2 separate regions of the Astyanax mexicanus genome follow, and region 1 is linked to region 2. A link is a contact called in public Hi-C data. All regions are on one chromosome and are shown on one strand. The core of a region is the stretch at or near the end of the contact, and the rest is flanking DNA. Distances in the headings are between cores, read along the strand shown.

Region 1 (6,268 bases), core at 2,413-4,912, 66 kb before region 2:
TTTAGTACTGTATCGATCATTATGTTATGCTACAATTTATCACACAATATTTCAACATGATGATAATAGTGCTTGCTGAATAATATAACCAACATTTGTGAATATTGTTATCCAGAAAATATCCTGAAATATCATCACCTTTGTTAAGGGCCATATGGGCCATCAGGGTAAAACCTTTTTCTGCTGTTTATATCAAAAGAAAAATTCACCCTGTTCTCATTTCCCATTAAATACGCACTACAGACAGATTAGATCTTTGAGACGCACTAGTATTCTTGAAATTATATGTATATTTCTATTAGTTTTAATTTAATGATTTGTAGTATCACCAAGAATATTGTTATTGCAAAAATACCTTGAAATATATACAGCTCTACCTAAAAATGATGAGTTTCTTTGATTTTACCAAATCAAAAACCTCTGGAATATAATCAAGAGCAAGATGGATGATCACAGTCCATCAAACCAAACTGAACTGCTTGAATTTTTGCACCAGGAGTGACAAAGTTATTCAAAAGCAGTGTGTAAGACTGGTGGAAGAGAACATGCCAAGATGTATGAAAACTGTGTTTAAAAACCAGGGTTATTCCACCAAACATTGATTCCTGAACTCAAACTTTATGAATATGAACTTGTTTTCTTTGCATTATTTGAGGTCTTAAAGCTCTGCATTTTTTTTGTAATGTGATTTTTATTTTATTTTGCCCACCTCTAATGTATAATAGAGCGACAGTGTGCGTACCTGTGTGATGACCCCTGGTCTAATCTGTAGAGGCTGGATGGCAGGGGCCTGGGTCACCAGGGGTACTGTGTTCTCCATCCGGACAGAATAGCCTGCTGGCTTATTTGGGTTGGGAGGGAGACCTGAAATAAAGATGAAAAAAAAAAATGAAATAAAATAAAATAAAATAAATAAAAGTCTGGATTTGATGTAAGTACAATGTTGGTGAGGTCAGTAAGTGTACCTTGTATAGTCGGGGGACAGAGAATCAGTGCTTGCTGAAAGGCGTCCCCGAACTGAGCACTTCCGGTTTGCAGTGGGATCCCAGGATGCATAAGAGAGGGAGCAGATGGGGCCATTGGCTGCAGAGCACACGAAGAGACGGAAAAGGATATAAGAATTAAAAATACATTTTATTATTTTTTTTATTACTTTTTATTACTACCTAAAACTTGTTACACAGTTATACAGTAATGCACTGTACCCAAACGACCCATAGAGGGCGACATTGTAATTCTAGACACTGCTTATCCTGTATGTGAAAAGCAAACGCAGCACACAGAGCACAGAGCACTGAACACCGAACAGAGGCAAACAGTAAACACAGTAAACCTACAGCCCTCAGAACAACGTCCACCTCCACCAGTGCAGCACCAGAATAATCTGGGTTATTGCATTATGGCCATTATGCACTGGCAGCTCGAACGTGATCAAAAGGGCACAGAGACTGAGGCTACTCTCAGCCATGCCAGGAACAAAGACCCTTTTCACCTGTGTGAACAGCTGACCAGCCTTTTCCATTTAAATCTTAACTGGAACCAATTACGCCTAGCGATCTGCGCAGGCAGGGGTGGCTCGGGCTGATCATTCTGACGCAGAGAGGAGCGCATGTGATCAAAATGATCTTTAAACTCACTCTATTGATTAACAAAATCTTTATACAAACTTTCAGAAGCATTACGGATGGGGTTTCTCAAACAGGGATTAAGCGTAGTCTTGGACTACCAAAAATTCTGAATAGAGATTCTCCATTTAAAGAAAAAGTATGCTTAAGGACACCTCTTGCAATAAATGTATTCACTTTAAATTGCACCCACTGCTGACACAGAAGTGCAAATGCACACAAGCCCAAAACTCCTTGTCTAGGTATATAGAATTATTGCCAATAGAATAGGAGTCGCTGATTAATCTAGAGGGGTATAAAGTCTCCCAGCATTGAGCTGTGGAACTGTGTTCTCTGGAATGATGGTGCTCCAATTCATACTTCTGAAACGAGTTGGGGATGAGTTGAAGAGTTGGAGTTGAATTAGAGAAGTGTTAATGGATACACTGAAGATAAGTTACGTAACAATTTTAAGAAATGAGCCAGAAATAAGTTGAGTATGAGTTGGGTGGGTAGAGGTTGAGTTAGGGATGAGTTGGGGAGTCTTGGATGAGTTAGGGATGAGTTGGGCATAAGTTAGCGAATGAGTTAAGGATGAGTTAGGGATGTTTTGGGGAGTTTTGGATGAGTTAGGGATTAATTGGAGAACTAGGGAAATGCTGGGGACAAGTTAGGGATTGAGTTAAATATGAGTTAAGGATTAGTTGGGAATGAGGGGATGAAGTTAGAGACAAGTTGGCGTGATTTAGGGTTGAGTTGTTGAGTTAGGGATGAGTGGGGGAAGTAGGGACAGGTTGGGGATGAGTTGGAGATAAGCCAGGGAATTTGTTAAGGATGAGTTAGGGATGAGTTTATGAGTTTTGGATGAATTAGAAAAATTAGTTGGAAAATCTGAGTTGGGCATAAGTTAGGGAATGAGTTAGTGATGAGTCAGTGAGTTTTGCATGAGTTAGGGATGAGTTGGAGAATTAGGGATATGTTGGGGATGAGTTGGGGATAAGTTAGGGAATAAGTTAAGGAAGAGATGGGGATACAATGGGGATGAGTTGGAGAGTAAGCAATTATTTGGGAATGAGGGGATGAGTTAGAGACAAGTTGGGTGTGATTAGGGCTGAATTGTTGAGTCGTGGACGAGTTAGGGACGTGTTGGGGAGTTACGAATAGAGGTTGGGGAGTTTGGGATGAGTTGGGGATAAGTCAGGGAATAAGTTAAGGATGAGTTAGGAATGAGATTGGGATACATTGGGGATAAATTGGAGAGTTGGTGATTAGCCAGGAATGAGGGGATGAGTTAGAGACAAGTTGGGCATGATTTAGGGATGAGTTGTTTAGTTGTGGACAAGTAAGGGGTGAGATGGGGAATTAGAAATGGGATAAAGAGTTAGGGATGAGTTTTTTTTTTTTTTTTTTTTTTTTTTTTTTTTTAAGGTTTTATTTCAAATTTTCTCCCACTTTTCTCCCTAATTTAACTTAGCTGATTATCCCACTCATTCAGCTGCTACTCAGCTGTAACTTGCTGAGTAGCTTCACAGCGCGCTCCGAGGAAAGCGCAACGACTCGGTTCCGATACATAAGCTCACAGACGCCTTGTGCTGATCAACATCACCCTAGGAGTGGAGGAGGGAAAAGAGCATCATCTACCCACCCAGAGAGAGCAAGGCCAATTGTGCTTTCTCAGGGCTCCGGCAGCTGGTGGCAAGCTGCATGACCGGGATTCGATACACCAATCTCCCGATCATAGTGGCAGCTCTAGCGTGCTAAGTTAGAGTAAGCTAGGGAGCTGTGGATGAGTTAGGGAAGAGATAGGAATACAAAAGGGATGAGTTGGGGATGAGTTTTTTTGTTGTTTGTTTATTTTTTTTTATACATTTTTTTAACCTGCTTGATTTCAGATGTCAAACAACGAACAAGCAGACGTCCCAACACTTTTGCCCACAGACTGTAAAGGATGAAATCAAATTTCCCCAGCGTAAGCACTGTAAGCCCAGAGTCTGTGGGAGGTCAGCTCACTGAAGAGAGAGGTTTCTCCTCTCCTTGGCAACCGAACGCTCTCCCCATGTTGAACTGACGTCAGCCAGGGTTGCCATGACTATGATGCTGCCACGCAATAAGGTGGCATTAGTGAGGTCTGTGAGAGAACAATGGTGCGGAGGTAAACAGAGCCATTTACATGAGGAGCAGGGACACAAATACACGCCCTGACATCAGCCGGGTTCAAAGCAAACCATCGTGACACGGCAACTACACACAGGAAGCTCACACAAACACACACACACATACATACATGCGTGCATGTTGGTTTTGCTATTCTTGTGAGGACCTGCCATTCACAAAAGTACAGCTGCACTTAATTAATACTAGACCTAGACCTAACCTTAACATCAGTGACCAAAATCTTCCATCAATCTTTCCTTTCCTTTTTTTTTTTATCTTTGGTTTTTAAACCCAAAATATGATTTTGCTCTTGTTTTGGTAGTTTTTTTTTTTTTTTTTTTTTTACTGTCTTATTTATATCTTGTCTTATTGTTTTTGTGTTTCTTTTATGTTTTATTATTATATATGCACAGCACTTGATTTTATATGTTGTTTTTAAAGTGCTTCATAAATAAAGTTAAGAGTAGGGGTGTGCCATATCATATCGTACGTGATAATATCATCAAAAATTTTGAATATGGTGAACGATATTATACCCTGAAATATCGTGCCATATCACCCACCCCTAATTATCACATCAGGGTACTACTTTTTTGCCGTTTTTAGCAAAATAAAAATTCACACTGTACTCACTTACCATTATATATCTACTAGAGACAGATTATATCTGTCCACTATCATTTATTTTATTTTAATCCTTGATATATGAAGATATTTGAAATGTATTATTATTATAATGACATTCTGGATCATTGACTTCTGTTATAAATCTGATAAAACATTTTTTTATAGCCATATCATATTGCATGCCATAATAAAATTCTAAATAATTTTTCTAATTTGTCTAGTGTTTTGTCATATCGCCAAAAGTATAATTGTCCTGAAAATACCATTAAATATCGTGATATGATTTCAGAGCCATATTGCCCACCCCTAGTTAAGAGTTGACATAAGTTTAAAAATAATTCTGAAAGTTTAAAAGTCATTAAAAGTTGTGAGGACCACCACAACATCCTCACAAACCAAGAAACTATTACATATCACTATGCCTGTGAGAGCATGATGTCCTCACAAAGTAAGCAAAACGTTCAATTCAACAAACACGCATTCACACAAGCACACACACACACACTGTGAGCCCATTTCTTACAAACACTTCCACACACTCCACTGCTGGGCTTTAATACAGAACCATATGTTACGTAAAAGTCTAAACTGAGGCGGAGCGTGTTCTGACACTGCTAATTTGACTGTTTCAGCTGGTAATCGTGTTCCAACAGCGAGACGCTGCTTGTGTAACGCTGAAAGCACGTCATGCTCCCTCGTGTTTCAGCACAGACCTGGCCGTGTTTATGGCCGGTGCATTCGCTAACCAAACACAGGCGACAAACAGCTGCAAACTAACTGCATCAGGAGGCTGTTTACAACGTAGGCAAGAGGCAAAACAGAAGGCAAGAGTTTAAATATCAAATGCAACTGTTGTTTGTGAGCAGAGGAGGGAAGCTACAAAGAAAACCCAAGACGCTGTTCTAAGCTACGCTGACTCCTGAGAAATAAGGAAAAATAGTCATGGTCATGTCACCAGTGAGGGGGTGCTTTTCCTGGCGGGGGTGTTGAATTCGGCACCATAGTATAGCCGAAATCTGCACCCCCGCCATGAAAAGCACGCCATTTCTGGAGATAATCCGCTTTAAGTTTACTCAGAAATACGCTCCAGAGAGGGGGTGCTTTTCCTGGCATGGGTGCTAAATTTGGCACAACACCGGTATCTATACTTTAAGTGTTAAGTTTAAGTTCTGGAGATTTGGGCTTCAGGTGGTCCAGCAGACTAAGGCGCTTCTACTATGATCAGAAGATTGCTGGTTCGAATCCCAGTCATGCAGCTTGCCATAAGCTGCTACAGCCCTGAGAGAGCACAATTGGCCTTGCTCTCTCTCTGGTAGGTAGATGACACTCTTTCCCCACATCACTCCAAAAGGTGATGTCGATCAGCGGCCGGCGTCTGTGAGCTGATGTATTTGAACCGAGTTGCTGCACTTTCCTCTGAAAAGACGCAGTGATTGACACATGTGAAGCTGTGAAGCTATCAAGCCAGAGGAGGCATGTACTAGTCTTCACCCTCCGTGTGCTGAGGCATCACTAGTGATGGGGGGTATACAGCTGACTAGCAGCTGAATGAGTAAATATATTGGCCAGATAAATTGGAAGAAACACTGGAAAAAAAATAGAAATAAAAATAAAGTTCTGGAGATTTATTGGCGAGAAAAGAAACGACACGTACTTGAGTGTGCACGCTGGCCATCTTGCTGAAGGGCACGGTCAGGTTGGGGGCCGAGGTGGTGACAGGCCTCACAAACGGAGCTTTGTTCCGGTTGATGGTGTCGTATGTGCCAGGACGTGACCGGCACACGTCCATGATGTGGAAACATGATTTGACACTACGAGGAAAGAGGAAAAAACAGGAGTTACTGTCCATCTCTATTATCATAGGAAGAGGCTGAAAAACAGAT
Region 2 (6,826 bases), core at 2,003-4,502:
AGTTTGGTGCAAACCAAAATAGTAGTTTCAAAAGGGTTGCGAACCATGTTCAAGACCAAGTGGCCAAAACTTGGTCCGGCCGAAACTCGGCCTGGCCGAAACTGTGGCCAAAGACGGTCACCACAGCAAACCACGGTCAAGACCAAACGCCCAAATCTTGGTCTGTCCAAATGACAGTCCGTCCATAAGCCATTCCGGCCAAATCTTAGTCCGGCCAAAGAGGCGGTCAGAGTCTGGATCTGCTAAACCATGGTCCAGATCATCTGCAATGTATAAGCACTTCTTTAGATAGTTTAGACTTTTGGATCAATTACCAATTAGGAACTTGAGACAAGCTGTCCTCAGCCTTAAAACAAACAATAATAAAAATAAAAAAACGAAACCAGTGTTTTGCTCAAATCCAACTCCCCTTGGTGCACAGGCACATCACTTAGTTATATGGATGAAAACACTAGAGATTTCTGTATCTACTGTAACTGTAGATTAACCCTCATTTATAAACAGTAATAAAAGGATCCTGAGGGGAATCTGTTACACCTAATCTAATGCGTCTGTGAAAGAAATCTAAATATGGCAGAGAGGTACAATTTAGCACAACATATAAAAAAAGCGTACTGAAATGACAGTATCTTACAAACCACTTCCTGTGAAGTACAGGGAGACTCCGACTACATAGGTGCTACATACAGCACGTCAGTTATTTAGTGAAACCAAAACTAACCTGACGAAATGTACCATATAACTTAACTCCCACACAAAACTTGGTGCAAAAGTCACTGGAAAATTGACAGTGTGGAACTGAATCATTTTGGTTCTGTCCGGCGCTACCTAGTGCCCTACTTCTGCCTGCAGCAGCCAGGAGGTGGACGGGTTCTCCTTCTGAGTCTTGGTTCCTCAATCTCTGAGGGAGCTTCTTCTGACATACTCTTTAGGGGCCAGACCTACATTTCTGGAAAAGCTCGTAAAAAATTATGTATGGGCTACATGGTGAAAATATATCAAAATATGTTGAACCTATACTTTATAAAACATATATAACACAATATAAAAACTCCACTGATGTTACTTTTAATAACTTTAAAAACAGTTTTTTTTTTGCATGCACTCAATATAATTTTTGTTTGTTAAACTGTTACATTCTACAGAATCAGGGTCTTTGTAAATTACTGATAATGAAATATTTCTACTGAACTTATGAAACTCTTATTTACTGTTTTCATTTAAAAAAAAAACTAAAATACTGTCATTATTTTAGGGCCCTCCCCTACTGATGATGTTCATACTAAGATATTCCTATAAAAGCATTCAGTCCAACACCCACCCCCAACTGACACTGAGAGTGATACTGATACTGAATTACATCAGTGTTGCCAAACTGCTCGTGTTTAATCCTGTTCTATTTTACTCATTTTTTTTACAACAAGCCCTTGTACTTAGGGTTACTGCGCCAAAATATAAGTGTTAAATTATAATAATTGTTAAAGTAAAGTATAATGAATCCATATTGCATTACGGTATCATGATTTGGTACCATGTTACAGTATCGTGATTTAATATTGCATTACAGTAAAGTATGATTATTCGATAATACATTACAATATCGTGAGCTGGTATCATGTTACAGTATCCTGAGCTGGTATTGTGTTAAATTAAAGTATGATGATTTGATATTGCATTACAGTATCATGATCTGGTAAATGTTACAGTAAAGTATGATGATTTGACATTGAGGTACAGTATTGTGATCTGGTATCATCGAATCATCACATTTCACTGTAACGTGATATTGGAACACGATACTCTAACATTATATCAGATCATGGTACTGTAACATGGTACCAGCTCATGATACTGTAATGCAATATCGAATCATCATACTTTACTGTAAAGCTATATTGGATCATGATACTGTAACATGATACCAGATCACGAAACTGTAACATGATGTTGCATAATAACACTAATGCAATATCTTGTTACAGTATCGTGATCTGGTATCATATTACAGTACCATGATCCAATATCGCGTTGCACTAAAGTATGATGATTTGATAGCATTGCACTAAAGTCTGATGATTTTATATTGCGTTAAAGTGATGTATGATGATTTGATAGTGTTGCCCTTAAGTATGATGATTTGACAGTGTTACACTAAAGTCTGATGATTTGATATTGCATTACAGTATCGTGATCTGGTATCATGTTACAGTAAAGTAAGATTATTTGATATTGTGTTACTGTATTGTGATCCGAATTGGTGTTGCAGTATTGTGATCAGACATTGCATTGTAGTACAGTTTTTGTGATCTGAAATAATGTTACTGTAACATGATATTGCATCATAATAGCTTGTTACCGTAAAGTATGATTACAGTATTGTGATGACTACAGTACAGGAACGTGATCTGAAATTGCGATTCAATATTGTGAACAGATACTGTGTTACAGTATTGTGATCCCATATCGTATTACAGTAATGTATGATTACAGTATCGTGAACAGATATCGTGTTACAGTATCGCGATATAGAGCACTGCGTCCGTATCGCTGAGCCCCAGCCTGTAACTACTCCCTCCCCGGGTAGAGTTAGCAGCTAAGTTAGATTAGCCAACTAGCTAACTATCCCTGTACAGAGTCCCACTCAGGATAATCAGACTGATCTGATCTGCTGTAGATCAGACTGCAGCTGTTAATCAGATCAGATCAGATCAGATGATTAAATAATCAGACTGTAAATTAGTTAACCCGCAGCTCCAGCTGTAACTCTGTAACCCCACTAACTGTGTTCCGCTGACCCGCTCCGGCAGCGGCTCTCTCTCCCCGGGCTGCGGGGCGGCCGGCGGTCCGGCTGCGGGAGAAGCCTCACCTTCACGGAGGGGAAGAGCTGGACAGATCCGACGCTTCTCCGAACATTTTAAACTCTTAAACCCGCCTCACTCCGTGCTCTCGGGTCTGCGCTGCTGCTGCTGCTGCTGCCATCTTGTCCTGGAGATCCGGAGCGGAGACGTCGCGGTGTCCTCCTCCTCCTCTTCCCGCATCCTAAACTCCGCTACAGCGCTCTAACCCTGCCAGCAGCTCCTCAGCCGCTCCCCCGCACTGCCCGACGCGCTCTCACTGATACCGGGTACGGCCGCGCGGGCGCTGGAGCCCATCTCTCAGACGGGAGCCTCTGTGCTCTGTCCTCCCCGTTGCGCTGCTTCGCTCTCGGCTGAGGGAGGGGGAGCGCCGCGCTTATCATACAGCCAGACTCAAACAAACCAACCGAGAGACATCGAGCGAGGCCCCGCCGGGCCGTGTCCCAACAGCAGCGCGAGATGCCTAACTAGGGTGCCTAGCTAGGATGTACAGGGTCCTGCCGCCACGTGGCTGTTTAGAGAACAACAAACAGACAGACAGACAGGCATATAACTAAAATAAACAGACAGAGAGACCTACAGATATATAGACAGACAAATATACAAATAGATAGTCAGATATACAGACACATTAACAGAAAGACAGGCAGATAACCAACAGATAAACAAACATAGATAGATTGACGGACAGACAGATTATTAGACAGATAGACAGACAGATAGACAGACAGACAGACAGACTGACTGACAGATATATAGGCAGACAAATATACAGACACATTGATTAACATACAGACAGACAGACAGACAGACAGACAGACAGACAGACAGACAGATAGATAGATAGATAGATAGATAGACATTATAATCTAACATAAGAAGGCAGTGCAATAATGAATATACAGTGTGGAACAGCAGCAGGTATCAGCAGTTAATGAGAATTCTGAATAAACACATACACATATATGTATTTAGTAGTGTGGCTAGTGTCCAGAAGTGCAGATGTACAAATGTAAAGTGTATCTTTGTATTGTTATAGCTTTATATATAGTCTCTGTGTGTCAGGTGTGTGCAGGTGCATCTGGTAGATCACTGATTAGTAGAGTTTAATGGATCGATGATCAGCTCTGTGCTCGTTTAGTTCGGTCTGTTCTTCTGTGCTTCCATCCTCATACCCTGCTGCCCTCTGCTGCTACAGCAGATACATGCAGCAGTTCTGACTTAATCACACTCAGGTACTGTCAGTATACCATACTACTGAGAGTTAACAGCACAGTGCAAAAAAAAGACATATTACTACTGTACTACTATGAAATACGTAAATGTAAAATACAGAATAACAATAATGACTTTTATCTAGATGTGACCTCTCAGGTCATTTGAGAGGTGCACGATGCCACTCTTCAGAGAAGATGAGAAAATAGGAGAAAAACTTGCAATTAACTCCTTACCTCTTCTCATAATTAGATTCACATGTGTATGTAGGTTAAAGGTCAATAAGCTTACCAAACGTGTTTAAATAATTAGTGCTAAATGTATTCAAATAAAATGACAAGAGTGTTGAACGAAAAGAAAATGGTGTTGAAAGAATGAACAACTCACGATTTTCAGATTTGATACATGCAGATCCTTAAATCCAAATCTATTTAATTCAAAACTCAGAAATACAAATACATTCAGTAGATATATTTGTAGAAGGTATGTATCAGAATTAGGAATCTGAATTTTTACATTTAAAAATGTATGGAACTACTTTTTTAAGTTACTTTTAAATGTATTTTTAAGCAGCACATTTGGCCACCTCATAAATTCAGAATATAACCATTTTACTCTATTCACCCACATTTACTAGTGGTGAATAAATAGTGTCTGACTACCTATTGTTTAATTTTAGTCAGTGGAATAGAGTATTTTGTTAGGAAAAGAAGGAAAAGGGAAAGAAACCATACCTGTATGCATCTCCAGCTTTAGCTCACCAACCAATCAGCTCACAGTAGCCGTGATGCTTGCGTCTCTACAGCATAAACATACAGGTAAGTTTATTTTGCTTGTATCTAAATATTTGATTCTAGTTTCTAATATTAAATGAATATCTCGGACAAGTAGCCCCTATTTGGCCACCTCTTACGTTCAGAATATAAAAATTCTGATTAAAATTTATGAATTATGTCACTAAATAAGTGTATTAAAATATAAAAATGCAAGTTGAAATACATGTCATCCCGGGCTCCCTCTAGCAGTTTACAGTAATTTAATGTAATTCAATTTTTACAGTGATTTCTTTGTGTTGAAATTAATCACAATTTTTATATTTATAAATAACAAAATAATTTATTATACTTAAAATTAAATGAATATCCCGGGAAAGTAAGTAAGTAAATAATTTGTAAGTTAGTTAGTGAACTCCCATTCATTTTGGTCTCCTCCAGCGGTGAGCGCACTAAGTGCGCAGGCTCACCACGTTGCGCGTGCCGATACGTTAGTTGCGTACAGTGTGTCGCGTTACCAGGGGTAACGTGCGTAAAGCGCGCAGATTGCAGAGTTCGGTGTTGTCAGTGGCTGAACGGGAGAATTATGTCGTGCCGGGTTTCGGGAGTGGACCGGCTCCGGGTCTGCGCGGTTCTGGAGCGCTGTGCGGACCAGCTGGACATTCTGGGACACATCATGCCGAAGAACCGGAGGAGCCGCCCGGGGGCTGAGGAGGTCTGTAACCGGCTGTTGGAGGAGCAGAGTGGGGCTTAACACAGCTCTGTTCTAGTATAAATATAACTAAACATAACCTATAACCATAATCTATAACTTTAAAACATAATTACTATAACATATAACTATAGCCTATATAACTATAACCTATAAACCTATAACTGTAACCAATAACTGTAACCTATAACTATAACATATAACTATACCCTATAACTGTAAACTATAACCTATAACTATAACCTATAACTGTAACCTTTTACTATAAACTATAACCATGACCTATAACCTTTAACCATAACCAATAACTTTAACCTATAACTATAAACTATAACCTTTAACTATAAACTATAAGCACGACCTATAACTTTTAACCATAACCAATAACTTTAACCTATAACTATAAACTATAACCATGACCTATACCTATGACCTATAACTTTATTCTATAACTTTAACCTTAAACTATAACTATAACATATAAACATACCCTATAACTGTAAGCTATAACCTATAACTGTAACCTATAACTGTAACATTTAACTATAACCTTTAACCATAACCAATAACTTTAACCTATAACTATAACCTATAACCATGACCAATAAACTATAACCTATAACTTTATCCTAAAACTTTATCCTATAACTTTAACCTTAAACTATAACTATAACCTATAACTATAACCTATAACCATGACCTATAAACTATAATCTATAACTATAAACTGTAACCATGACCAATAAACTATAGACTATAACCTATAGACTATAACCTATAACTTTATCCTTAACCTATAACTATAACCTATAACAAATAACTGTACCCTATAACTGTCAACTATAACCTATAACTATAACCTATAACTGTAACCTGTAATTTATAACTATAACCTTTAACTATAAATAAATATAACCTATAACAATAACTGTAGAACATTCTAACTCATCCTGTGCTGTACTGTTGAGCAGGCAGAGGCTGCACATATCAGCGTGATCATTAAACAGCACCAGGCCGCTGAGAGTCACCTGAAGACTGTGCGTAAGAGTCGGGTAAATGATTCTGAACTCTCTGAGGCAGTGGAAGAGCTTCATCTGTCCCAAAACCAGCTCAGACGCACGCTGGAGGAAAGCTCATCCTCCCACAACAATCTGGCCAAAGTGGAGAGAGACAGGTACAGACACTTACATCTGATTCTTCTTCCTCCATAATAATGTAGACATTGTTTATTTGGGTGGTGAATTGGGGTTTGACACATAGTATTGTGCGTA

The links. Hi-C and Micro-C count contacts between places; a contact is called where the count stands out from the background.
Region 1: a contact with region 2 is called in a Hi-C map of muscle, with 11 times the contacts expected there. The contact joins the enhancer-like site here to the promoter of hipk3b in region 2. A contact is called at or near these places in 3 of 3 Hi-C or Micro-C datasets (blood and muscle).

The regions. Positions count from the first base shown.
Region 1 is chr9:10,786,580-10,792,847 of AstMex3_surface, reverse strand. It overlaps hipk3b (homeodomain interacting protein kinase 3b), which reads right to left. Exons shown (of 16, transcript XM_049483243.1): 7 at 6,040-6,196; 8 at 966-1,083; 9 at 743-864. Among protein-coding and RNA genes, the nearest start is that of kiaa1549lb, 22 kb to the left of the region's middle. Within about 2 kb of position 3,662, the one cell type or tissue checked has an H3K27ac peak away from gene starts, as active enhancers do.
Region 2 is chr9:10,719,689-10,726,514 of AstMex3_surface, reverse strand. hipk3b (homeodomain interacting protein kinase 3b) reads right to left here and starts at 3,252. Exons shown (of 16, transcript XM_049483243.1): 1 at 2,867-3,252. iqcg (IQ motif containing G) reads left to right here and starts at 5,334. Exons shown (of 9, transcript XM_022679485.2): 1 at 5,334-5,558; 2 at 6,527-6,729. The coding sequence starts at 5,430.